Regions from separate parts of the Mus musculus genome. Here region 2 is linked to region 1. A link is a contact called in public HiChIP or PLAC-seq data. All regions are on one chromosome and are shown on one strand. The core of a region is the stretch at or near the end of the contact, and the rest is flanking DNA. Distances in the headings are between cores, read along the strand shown.

Region 1 (6,260 bases), core at 1,217-3,716:
GGGCTCTGCGCCTACCTGGTGGCCATGTACTAACGGTTTGACTAAATGTGCCTTTTCTGATGTTTTCCAAGCTGAGTAGACAGGTTGATCAGGATCTAGAGGTATTAAAATTTTCCATGTCTGAATTAAAACAACAGTTGGATTCCCTTGAAGGAATGCTCATATAAAATTGGAGAGAATTGGACATACTTCTTAGGAGATAAAGGAAACTATCTATGTATGGCTTGGGGGAAGACCTGTCGTTTTTTTAATGGTAATTGATCAAGAGTAATTAGGAAAAAAGTCTTGTCATGTAGAGGAAAACTTCAAAAAGAAAAACAGATGAAGACATAAATCAAATAGTACCTGTCTCTATCTTCTTGGTCCCCTGGCTAACTAGTCTGTTATCAGCACTGGATGGATCTTTAATTCTCATTCTGATTGGCGGAATGATAGGGCCGTGCATCTTAAATTATGTGGCCGGTTACCTATCAGTGTATCTGTCCAGTAAAATTAATGGTCCTTAGGACCAACTACACTTCTTTCTTTCTTTCTTTCTTTTTTTGAAACAGAGCTTTTCTATGTAGCCCTGGCTGTCCTGGAACTTGCTCTGTAGACCAGTGGTGGCCTTCAATTCACATAAATTCCCTTGCTTCTGCCTCCTGAGTGCTAGGACTGAAGGTATACACCACTGTCTGGCCAATTACACCTCTTCAGAGTAGGGTGAGTCCATGACTTGACTCATTCACTACGAACTGACTCCATGATGGAAGTACCACTGTGGCCATAAAACTCAGCACACAGACAGCACCACCTGCCAACATGAAAACAGAGACGGGGGGGGGGGGGGGGGGGCAGGTGAGATGGCTCAGCGGGTAAGAGCACTGACTGTTCTTCCGAAGGTCCTGAGTTCAAATTCTAGCAACCACATGGTGGCTCACAACCACCCATAATGGAATCTGGCGCCCTCTTCTGGTGTGTCTGAAGACAGCTACAGTGTACTTATAATAATAAATAAATAAAATCTTAAAGAAAGAAAGAGAGAAAGAAAGAAAACAGAGACATAATCCACCAAAGTCCCCAGTTCTGGGAAAGTCTCTAGATGCATTCATCTCGCCTTTTGGCTTCTGTAGTTCTGTTGCTGTTTCTGCTAACTGGAGCATGTCGACCCAGGACGCGAATTTTGCGCTTAAAACCTCGCCCCGAGAAAGGCTTGATACTACACAGGGATCCTGAACACCCAGTGTAGTCACAGGGTGGCTAATAAAGACTTTCTCTTGGTAGATACCCCACAGCAAAGACACCGGACACACAGGTGGTACACAGATACACTTCAAGAGAAACATCTATGTAATAAAATACAAATGAAAATGTAATATTTCAGTTAACAAAAACCCAACAAAAATCCAGGTAATCAGAACAATTAACTCGGTGGTGGATGCCAGCCTAGGTTACATAAAATCTTGCCCCACCTGTCTCCTCTCTCACCCCTAACCCTCCACCCCAATGGTATAAACTGGTAATCCTAACTACTCAGAAGCTAAGGCAATGGAATTAAAAGTTCTTGGCCAGTTGGAGCATTTAAAATAAGACCCTGTTCCAAATAAAAACCAGAAAGGAAGCAAAATGGCTGGGAACATAGGTCAGTTGGGACGCCCTGGACTAGTCACGTTCAACTGTCAATCTTGCAAAACCCAGAAAGTTTCTGTTGTCCAGGCTACGGTGAGGTATGTCTACAATGCCAGGAATCAGGTGGCCAAGGACAGCGCTGGGTTCCAGGTCAGCCAGGGTTACTTACATAGATTCCCTGTTTGTTAATTCATAATGTTCAGTTTACTCCGTAGGGGAGGGGAGCGGGGGGGGGGGGATGGGAGTTGGTTCCCCATGGGGAAGACACGTAGGGACTCCGGAAGTTTTGAAAGGGTGTCAGGTTGTCGTGTGTCATGTCCCATGCTCCACTCCCGTCCCTCTTTCCAGTTTTGCTTCTTGGAACAACAGATGCCTTACAAAGGCCAGGGCATTTATACTTCTAGAACTGAGAACAAGGCCTTACAGAGTTGGCACAAGCTAACGACATTACATGGGATGCTCAAGTTTGATCAGTATACATCTGTGGTACCAAAACATCCTTTGCAAATTTGGGGACATGCTTAGAGTTACACGGTTTATCTGACACTCAAGTTTGGAGGGGGGGAGCGTACTGTTTTTTATCCAGCAACTCCTTCAAGACTTGACTTAACTGATCGGATGGTCTTCTCCCACCTGTACCATGGCGGGAAAACAACTGTACTTGCTTCCAAAGGCATACATAAAGACCCCGGGGCCCGGTGAGCCCTTATTTTATACGTTTGCTCGGGCACAGCCCGGGTGATCCTTGCAATCCCGGCCCTGAGCGGGTCAAACGCTCGCCGCCCGGGTCCTAGGTGGTCCGCACCTGCGCGCCCCGGCCAGCCTCTTCCGGGTCAGGTGACCGCGCACGCCCACGTGACCCGGCCCGAGTGCGGGCGCTGGAAGGCGGAAGTGGAGCGGAGTTAGGCGCCGCTGGTGTGGCCGCGGCAGGTAGGTGGCGCGGGGGCACTGGGGGGCTCGGCAGCGAGCGGGCGGCGCGGGGCAGCCAGGGGGCGGCGGGCGGCGCGAGGGGCCGGGGGCGGCGCGGGGCGGGCGCCGGGGGGCGGCGGCTTCCTGTGGGAGGGGCCTGGCGCGCGGTTCCGGCCTCCGAGGAGGGATGTCCCGGCTCGCGCCCGGGCGGGGTGGGCGCGGGGCCCGGCGGGAGTCGCCCGCTGGTGGCGCTTCCGGAAGGAGACCCCCAGCCCCGGGTGCCTGCGGTGCGGAGGAGCCGTGTCTGTCTGGGAAGGGGGCCCGACCTCAGCCGGGGAAGACTCATTTGCTCCCTGGAAGGGGCTGCCTGGGAGTGGGCGTCTGGCTTGTAGGGACAGGGAGAAAAAAATCTGGACGATGCGGCCTGGACCCCATTCCAAGAGTCTTTTTTCCTTCCGTCCTCTTTAAAAAGGATGGCGATCCGGGACTTTGATACCGGTTCTGTTCAGTTCTTTAAACTTCAGGAGGGATCCCTGAGTCTTGATCGTCTGACTCTGGTCACACCCACTTTGCCCTGTTTGGGTAGGGTTTCCACTTGTTGGGAACCTTGCCCATCAGATCGTCTTTCTTTGAGATGCTCCCGGATCGGGTCATCTTGGAGGCCACCAAAAAAAAAAAAAAAAAAAAAAAAAAAAAGACGTGTAGGTGCTTTGCTGTGATCATAACAAGACTTTTAACCTACACTGTTGTTGGCGACCTGGGCCGGCGTTACCTCAGCAACGCATTGACTGCTGAAGTCATGGACAGTTGAAAGTCTGCCCATACCGATTTGAGACCTCTCAAGCTTAAATTATGCAGCTTCCTTTACCATGTGACTGCTTATCTTGACCAGCTGTGACTAGGTGGGGTGACTGAGAAGTTTCTCTTGTGTTCCTTAGAACTGTGACCTAGATCGTAGTTTTTGAGGTTAAAAATACCCATCTTAAGATTCTTCATCCTCTAGGCCTAGGCCTGAAGATGGCTCCAAGTTCCAAGCCAGCCTAAATAAACAAACAGGCCACCCTCTTTTCCCTTCACTTTTGCTAAGGTTTGCAGAAGTGAAGCAAAGTTTATGAATGCAACGAAGGTCAGGGTTCAAATGGGACATTGACAGGAGCCAGAATCACAGGTCGCTAGGGGGGAAAAAGCACTTTGCATTAATATATTAGGAGTTGAAGACTTGGGGGGTATATTATAAGCATTTAAAAGTTAATTTTTGTAGCAGTCTCGAGAAGTCATTCACACTTTATAGATAACAAGCTAAGAGAATTGACTTAAAATAAAAGATGTATTTTTATTTGTGTGTATGTTCCTGTGTGTATGTGCCCACCAAGGACAGACAGAGCATTGGGTCCTTTGGAGCTAGAGATACAGGTGGTTGTGAGCCTCTGGATTTGCATGCTGGGAACTGACCTTTGGTCCCGTGGAAGAGCAGTGAGTGCTTTCGCCTGCATCTCTTTAGTCTCAGCCTGCCTGACATCCTCATTTTGTTTTTCTTCCTTGTTTACTGTCTTCCTGCTAGGACTGTAAATCATTCAAGGGCAGTGATCTTATTTTACCTGACTTCTTTGGCTACTAGCCCCAGGCCTGGTATGTTAGGAGTACTTGGTCAGTGTTTGAGAAGTAAATGAGTTTTTAAAGGTCACACTGCTCGGTGTATGTGGAGAACAAGGGGTTAGAGCATAAGTTTCCCGTCCCTTTCTCTGTTTAGTGTTACTGGTCTATGGAAAGCCAGAACCATGAGGAGAAGGCTTCAGTTGGCTTGTCAGTCTCTTAATTTTTTGTTGTTGTTGAACATTGCACCTTCCCACTTCCCTTCTTTTTGTAATTTTTTATTTTATTTTTTTCCTTTTGAGACAGGCTCTCAGTAAGTTGCCTGGGGTGGCCTCAAACTCCTGTAGCTCAGGCAGGCCTTGAACTTGTGATCCTTCTGCCTCCAACACAACAGTAGTTAGGATTTGAGGCCAATACCACCAGGTCTATCTTAGTCTTTCATTTAGTGACTACATCCCCATCTGCAAAGAACTGATACCAGATTCTCATTTATTTTTATTTTGGTTATTTATTTGAGACAAAAGTTTTACTGTGTAGACCTGGCTGGCCTAGAACTCATAAAGATCCAGCTGTTTCTACCTCCCAAGTGCTGGGATTAAAGCTGTGCGCTATTTACTATGCTCAACCTCTCTCCCTGTCCGGTCCAGCCAGTCCCCTCCCCTCCCTTCTCCCCCCTCCCCTCCCTTTCTCTCTGAGACAGGGTCTTTTAGCTTTTTGATAGAAGGTAGGTTTTAGCCCAGGCTGGCCTCAAACTGGTTATGTTGTGGAGGAACTTACGATAGATTCTCTACCTTCCAAGACCTGGGGTCGCAGGCCTTCATTCACCATTGTGCCTGGCTCAGCGTCTCGTCTCATTCATTTCCAGATCTCTGAAGGTTGCATTGCTTCATTCACAGATGAAGAACTGAGGCTTACTGAAGTCCTGATATTAGATTCTGGAACTAGTAAATAAATGCAAGAGTTGGCTCTCTCCTTCTATGGGTCCTGGGAACTGAGTTCCAGTTGTCAGGCTTGCTGGCAGTCACCTTTACCCAATGAGCCACTTTCTCTATAACCTAGGTCTGTTCTTCTTAGACCTATTACTTTTAATTCATAGAAGCGATAAAAAGTTTCTTTTTTTTTTTTTTTTTTTTTTTTAAAGTACAACTTCCATTTTATTTTTCCAGGGTAGTTTTCCTTCTGTCCTTACAAAACGGCCTCTTTACATGGGCTTTGGTGGAGGTCGAGGTGCAGCGCCAGCAGGTCTGAATCGTGGTGGGGGTGTTCGGTCCTTCCGGGCTTCGCGGGATCGATTCCTAACAACCTTGCTATGGATGGCACAGCTCACGCAATAATGCAGCTTGACATAGAGCTTGGGAAGCACGTAGGCGTCGAAGACGCTTGCTTCAGATATGTCCCTGACAGCAGCGGCTTCTACAATGTTCCGAATGACAAACTTCTTGATGGCCTTATCCTTGGGCACGCACCGGGCGCAGTTCGTGCAGCGAATGGGCTGCACATGGCCGCGGCCCTTTTTGGCACGACCGTTGTTTCTTCTTTTTTTGGTCATCTTGGAGCCAAGACTCGAAAGAGAAAAAAAGTTTCATCTTAAAATATTTTTAAAAATATGCTATTAGGTTGGGTATAAGTGCCTGTAATCCAAACACTTGGGAGGCAGAGGCAGGAGGATTACTGGGAGTTCAAATGTTCAGCTATAGCTTGGGTTATGAAAAGAGGAAGAAAGAAATGAAGGAAGGAAGGAAAGAAAGAAAGAAAAAGGGAGGAAGGAAGGAAGAAAGAGAAAGAAAGACGTAGAAAAAATAGAATAGGATAAGAGAAAAAATTATAATTGTACAGTGTAACTGATAATGCTGAGAAAACCCTGCTTGCTCTATACTTGTGTACAGTCTCATCCCATTGCAGGGTAATTTATAAACTGAAGAAGTTGGTCTTGGGAATGGAGGCTGGAAAGTCTGAGATGGAGGGTGTGATGGTTTGTATATGCTTGGCCCAGGGAGTGGCACTATTAGGAGGTGTGGCCTTGTTGGAGTAGGTGTGTCACTGTTGGCATGAGCTGTAATACCCTTATCCTAGCTGCCTAGGAGCCAGTCTTCCACTAGCAGCCGTAAGATGAATATGTAGAACTCTCAGCTCTGACTGCAGCCTAAACA
Region 2 (6,260 bases), core at 1,072-3,571, 2.0 Mb after region 1:
TCCTGCCCTCAAATCCCACTCACAGCCCGAGCTCAGATCCTTGACCCAGTGAGGCTGTGTGTTATGACAAGCCAGCCTGGCTCTCATTAATGCCCGGGATTATCCCCTCTTCCCTTTACTCAAAAGATCCAAATAATATTAAATACTACCCATAAGGTTGCAGCTGTCCCTAGAAATGGAATTCTAATTGAATTCCTACTGCTCCTTTAAGAGCCAACATAAATGTCACCTCTAAATAATAACTGCTGACATTTCCTCGGTGTTTGCTCTGAGCTGGGCACTTTGCTAAGGGCTTCTTGGGATTTTCTCAAGAGAAAGAATGAAAAGAAGGGAGGGGAGGAGGGATGGAGGAGGGATGTGGAGGAAGGAAGGGAGGGAGGACTCATTCTGCAGGGAGTACCAGTATTATCCCCATTTTACAGATGCGGAAACTAAGAGGTTGAATGGCTTGCCCAGTGCCTCATAGCTGATAACCAGTGATCTAACTCAGGAAGTGCTTTTACGGAATGGACATGCAGTAAGTGACTGGGGTGACAGAAGGTCTCTGTTGCCCTGGGGACGGGGTTCTAAGTGTGTCCTCTGCACCAGGACGTCATTTGCAGTGTCTCGCCCAGTACCCATCTTCCTAAACCCGAGGAAGCCACCACTCCATCTCTCCAGCCCGGCACCACACCTGGCAGTTTACAGTAAACATTTGTGGAAGGAAGAAAGAAAAGAATGAAAAAAAAAAAAAAAAAAACAAAAACAAAAAAGAAGCTGACTGGAAAAAACACAAAAACAAAAACCTGCCACAGATGGCTTCACCAGATTCAGAGTAAAGCACAAGGTTTGCAAACCCAACATAATCCCCCAAGCTCACACTTTACCTTGGGCATCAGTTTCTGTAACTTTTTTTTTAAGATTTATTTTCTTGTTTTATGTATATTAGAGCATTGTTGCTATCTCCAAGCACACCAGAGGAGTGCATCAGATCCCATTACAGACGGTTGTGAGCCACCATGTGGTTGCTGGGAATTGAACTCAGGACCTCTGGAAAAGCAGTCAGTGCTCTTAACCACTGGGCCATCGCTCCAGCCCTGGTTCCATAACTTATAAATTGACTCTCTGTTTTGGAGTTGTGAACTTTAACTAGAATGGCATACATGTGTGAAACCAGCAAGAGGCCTGCTAACTACTCCATCTCCTGAATAGCTCTTACTGTCAGCTCATCACAACCTGGCATTATCTGGGAAGAAGGAAGCTCAGTTACAGAAGTGGCCAAGTCTGTGCAGTGTCTCCTTAATTGCTAATTGATGTGGGAGGGCCCAGCCCACTGTGGGCGGTACCATCCCCTATGCAGTGGTCCTGGGCTATATAAGGAAGCTAACTGAGCCTGAGGGCCAATAATCCAAATTCCTTCATGGTTTGCACCCTGACTTCCCTCAATGGTGGATTGTGAACTGGGCGTGTAAACTGAATATGCCCTTTGCCTCCTCCAAGTTGCTTTTGACCCGGCCGTTTGTTGCAGCAACAGAAACAAAACTAGAAACCCCAGGTAACTGTTGGCTATTGACTATGGAATAAGAAACACAAAGAGAAGTTAGTGTATTTCTTTTCATACGGAGGAAGATGGATCCCATACTCAGACCCGGAACTGTTTGGAGTGATAAGAATGAATGTCTCAACATGAAAGTATGGCATACGTATGTAAGTGACATCAAGGACCCTCTATTTTATGTCTCTCCTGCCACGAGTATCTATTTAGACTTATAATATAAACATCTGTTCTTTTCTCTCACAGCTTCTCCCTCCCCCCCCCCCACGCCCTCCCTCCAACCCCCTTCATCCGCCAGTCCCTTTTCACGGACAAACTCCTCGGTATGAAATCTCTGCTTTCTTTGTTTTCCTGGTTTCCATTTTGTAATCTAAAATATTCACTCCAAGTTCCGCTTGACAGACGTCCCTAATCTAATCTCCACGTCTGCTTTCTAATTTTCACACTCAGGATAAAACAAATCGGTTGGAGTTAATTGCTGGAGCAGCGGGCCGGAGCTCTGAGCTGTGATTTATGAGCTGAATACGGGCGCTCTGCAACACATTTTTCTTAATTTATTTTTAATGAGTCTCTCAATTAATTTTCTTGGAAACATCTTAATGATGTTGGAGGCGGGTGTTAATGAGGTCTGCACAGCTCCTAATTTTGCATATTTTAAAGTGCCTAATGTCACCTCGCAACCCTTTCTTCCCATTTTAGGAAGGGATGAGGGGAGCGATTATTGTTGAATGGAGAGTCTTCCCTCTTCACATCTCTGTCTTTGCTTAACCTTTCAGACATTATGGGCTTAGGGCGTGTCTCGGCGGCAATCACGTGTTCCCTGCTCCCCTCCCCCCACTCTTGCTGTCTCCGGGCTCTGGAATCTGAGAAACTAAAGCTAGCAAAGGAGGGACAAGGCAGGGTTTCTGGGAAATGGAGAGTTCTGGAAGCAGCAGCTCTGAGTGAAACACTGAGAGGGTACTTGTACCTGGTACCCCGTCCTTTCTGCGAGCAGGGGATGTAAGGGAGGGGCGTGGGAAAACAGCTCACGGGATGTATGTGTTCAGAGCCTTGTGTCCCCAGAGGTCTCTGCAGGCCTCAGAGCATCTCATCCCGGCCAGGCTACCTTACTGTGACAAGCATGCCATTGTCCAGCCCTCCCTGATCCCTTTTCAAAGCTACAATAAGCCGGCACCAGGCTTCAGTCCGTCTTTGTTAGAGACTGTTTGCTGATTAATAGTCATTAAAGATTTCTATAGAAAATTTTCAAAATAATGGGTTAATAATACTGGCCAAAGGCAGTCTAAAAAGTATAGATAGGCCCTATTTAAATTGTGCTGCTTCTTTCTCTGTGTTTTCCTGTTTGTGGGCATTCTAGTTCGTTTTATATATTTGTGACGGTATTGAATATCAATTCTTTCTTAAAACAAACAGCAAATCCATTTTAAATATCATTTTCACGGCTGCTTAATATTCTCCTCGGTAGGTATATCAAAAGTTACGAAACCATTCCACCGTGCTAAGCATCTAAGCTAAGACTCACATATATCCTGTGATGAATCTCTGTACGGCGCTTTTTTTTTTTAAAGCAAGGGTTTTTGTTTTTGTTTTTATTTTTATTTTTTTGGTAAAGCAGTCTAAGAAATTGGTATTGCTTTAAAGAATACAATCCCTTTTAAGCCTTCTGATACATATTTCCGAATTATTTCCTAATCTAAAGGGCCGGGCCAGGTTATTTCCAATAGCAAAATATGAGGGTGCATTTCTCCCATCATGCAGTGGTCTACGTATTACAATATTAAAACTAAACGGCCAGGTTTAGAGTCACTTTTTTATTTTCTTCACTAGTTCAACTCTTTGGAGTGATGTCAGTGTGCCCTTCCTTGGGCTTTAATGAAAGAGGCTATATATCAACGGAAACCTGGATCCACGTGACCTGTCCGCGCAGCACGTGTTTCCTGCCCTCCTCCGTAGATGCTTTCTGCCCCTGTCACCTCATTGTTCATAACTCAGTACTCTGTACATTGTTCATCTGTACTCTGTCCCTCCCCTTGTGTGGAACACCAGTCTCAAACCTCCGTCCACAGTAGCTGAGCTGTCTGAATCTTCCCAGTGGCCTCTGGGGCTCAGTGTCACTATCCCCATCTGGATGAAGATCCCCATTCAAGCAGCAACCATGAGCTTCGGACATGGAAGTCTCCTGTGAGGCAGCGGATACATGCTCATTCAGTCAGTGAGCCAGTCCCAATGGTAGATTGAATATGCTTGGCCCATAGGAAGTGGTACTCTTAGGAGGCGTGGCCTTGTTGGTGGAAGTTTGTTACTGTAGGGGTGGGCTTTTGAGAACACGCCTCCTGTACTCGGTCTCCACCCCTTGCAGAAGAGACCTTCCTCCTAGCTGCCTGATCCATCATGCCAGTATTCTCCTGGCTGCCTTTGGATCAAGATGTAGAACTTTGTCTCCACCGGCCCTATGTCTGCCTGGACGCTGTCACACTTCCCACCATGATGATAATGGACTGAACCTCTGAAACTGTAAGGCAGCCCCAATTAAATGTGGTCCATTATAAGAGTTGCCTTGGTTATGGTATCTCTTCATAGCAATGGAAACCCTAGGCCACATGGGTATGCCTGTACACACGTCCATGACTACTTCCCCTTGTTATTCCTCCAGCCTTGCTTCTGAACACTTTTAACTGGACTTGTGTCTAAGCCTTTCAGTTTCCTATTACCTACAGCCATCCCCTACATTTCAGCCCTTTCGGTGTCAGACCACTGTCTTCTAACACAAGCAGGAGCTGTAGAGTAACTCTCTCCTCTTTCTATGTAGAACACAGCCACCATCCTCAGAGTGTCATGAAGAGTTTCATCCATTTGACACTGAGGAGTATTACCCAACTCTCAAATGTGTCATTTGCTTTCTTGAGGCCATTTCCAAAGCGCATGGTGTCCTTTAGTGTTCCCCCGGATCCTCCTCTGTGAAACGTAGTCAGGTCTGTGACTTCACCATGCCTGATGCAGGCCTTACACACACATAGATGCCTGACGAGTGTCTGAGAAATGGATGTGTGGAGGTAGCTGTACTCGTGGCTGCTGGACTTTCTGGAGTGTTTTGTACATTAAATTACGTGTTTATGTTTGAAATTGTAAAGACCCCTTTGTCCTGATGCTATATGTCCATATATAGAATTTCAAAGAAACTTTCAACCTAGCAGGTAACTGGTTTCTCAAAACTTGTTTGCTTTCCCTGTGTGCTCCATTAATTTATTGCTGGAATTTTTAATGTTTATATTTAATATATGTGTTATGTATATGTGTGTATGTATATATGTGTATATGTATGGATGTGTGTATGTATGTGCATGTGTATGTATGGATATGTGTGTATATATATATGTGTGTGTGAGAGAGAGAGAGAGAGAGAGAGAGAGAGTTTGTAAAAGTCAGAGGACAAACCAATGGTATCAGTCGGTTCTCACTTGCCACCATATTGAATTCCCAGGATCAAAGTTGTCTGTCTTGGGGGGAAAGTGCCTTGAGTCTCCAGCCCTGCACATTTAACTTTTATAGCAGAATCTTTTCAATGTTTCTCTTACAGTATCGTCAGGTCACATTCCCTGAGAAAAAGTCCACACAGTCTAGCTGTAGGATCGTCATTGATCCAGATGAGATTCTGCTCCCAGATGTGGACCTAAACACCTCGTCATCTTACAGTTAAAACGGGATCTTTCCGGAGTCATCTCAGTTTTCCGAAAAAAGTCACATGACCAACAGCGATCATTCAACCTCACTAAAAATGCGTGATTCTGGTCTTTATCCCCAAACATTTGTCAAATAAATTAACAAGGTGCAAGGGAAGCCGGGGGGTTAGAAGAGTGGATGTTTCTGGGATGCTTTCTAAGCCACGGGCTTACGTTAGGAAGCAATGTGGGATCACTAGAGGAGGGGAGCCAAGATGGAACAACAAGGTGATTCCCACAGCTTTAGATAAGCTGCTGACAGGGAGGGGCTTTTAATATGATGCATGGCATAACCTTATTTCTAGTGTTGACCAATTATGCTTTATTTCAGTTGGGAGGTGAAGGCTAAAACTGGTTATCTCTGCATAACCCTGGCTGTCCTAGAACTTACTACATAGACAGGCTGGCCTCAAACTCACAGAGCTCTGCCAGCCTCTGCCTCCAGAGTGCTAGGATTAAAGAGATGTAGCACCCTGTCCAGCTTGCTTTATTTTCAACTCTGCCATCAAGCAAGAACTTTGTTTCAGTGTATGTGGTATGGTGTGTGTGTGTGTGTGTGTGTGTGTGTGTGTGTGGTATGGTGTGTGTGTGTGTATGTGTGTGTGGTATGGTGGTGTGTGTGTGTGTGTGTGTGTGTGTGTGTGTGTGTGTGTGTGTGTGTTATAGGTCACCCTTGGGTGGCAACTGCTCATCTTGTTTTTGGAGACAGAATTTCTCAGCTAGACTAACTAGCCACCAGACCCAGAAATCCTCATCTTACTTCCCTGCCCTGGGACTACAGGCCCTGGTACACGAAGCTTTGTAAGGGCAGTGGTAGGGATTGAACCCGTCTTCTTGCTCACACAGAAAGCACTTGACAAGCTGAGCTATCTCCTCAACCCTCATCTCTAACAAAGTATGCAGGTCACAACAAGGTTGGCGGCAGCAACCTCAATTTTCAGAGACATGGCACAGCAAACTATTGTTTATTGTGTATGAAGTATAAGATAGACATGTTTAATAAAAGG

What was found. HiChIP or PLAC-seq counts read pairs in DNA pulled down with a chosen protein or histone mark.
Region 2: a contact with region 1 is called in an H3K4me3 HiChIP or PLAC-seq map of embryonic forebrain, with 8 times the contacts expected there. The contact joins the enhancer-like site here to the promoter of Wwp2 in region 1. A contact is called at or near these places in 6 of 39 promoter capture datasets (cranial neural crest, embryonic stem cells, frontonasal cranial neural crest and 3 more), 5 of 115 datasets of contacts at active chromatin or transcription factors (craniofacial prominence, embryonic forebrain, embryonic limb bud and 2 more) and 1 of 9 other capture datasets (embryonic tail).

What each region holds. Positions count from the first base shown.
Region 1 is chr8:107,433,904-107,440,163 of GRCm38.p6, forward strand. It overlaps Wwp2 (WW domain containing E3 ubiquitin protein ligase 2), which reads left to right and starts at 2,467. Exons shown (of 24, transcript NM_025830.4): 1 at 2,467-2,538. It also overlaps the pseudogene Rps26-ps1.
Region 2 is chr8:109,434,885-109,441,144 of GRCm38.p6, forward strand. It overlaps a transcript of Pmfbp1 not described here. Among named protein-coding and RNA genes, the nearest start is that of Gm35145, 23 kb to the right of the region's middle. Within about 2 kb of position 2,322, at least 33 of the 459 cell types and tissues checked have an H3K27ac peak or open chromatin away from gene starts, as enhancers often do. A contact at or near this core is called in embryonic forebrain, where this site is marked.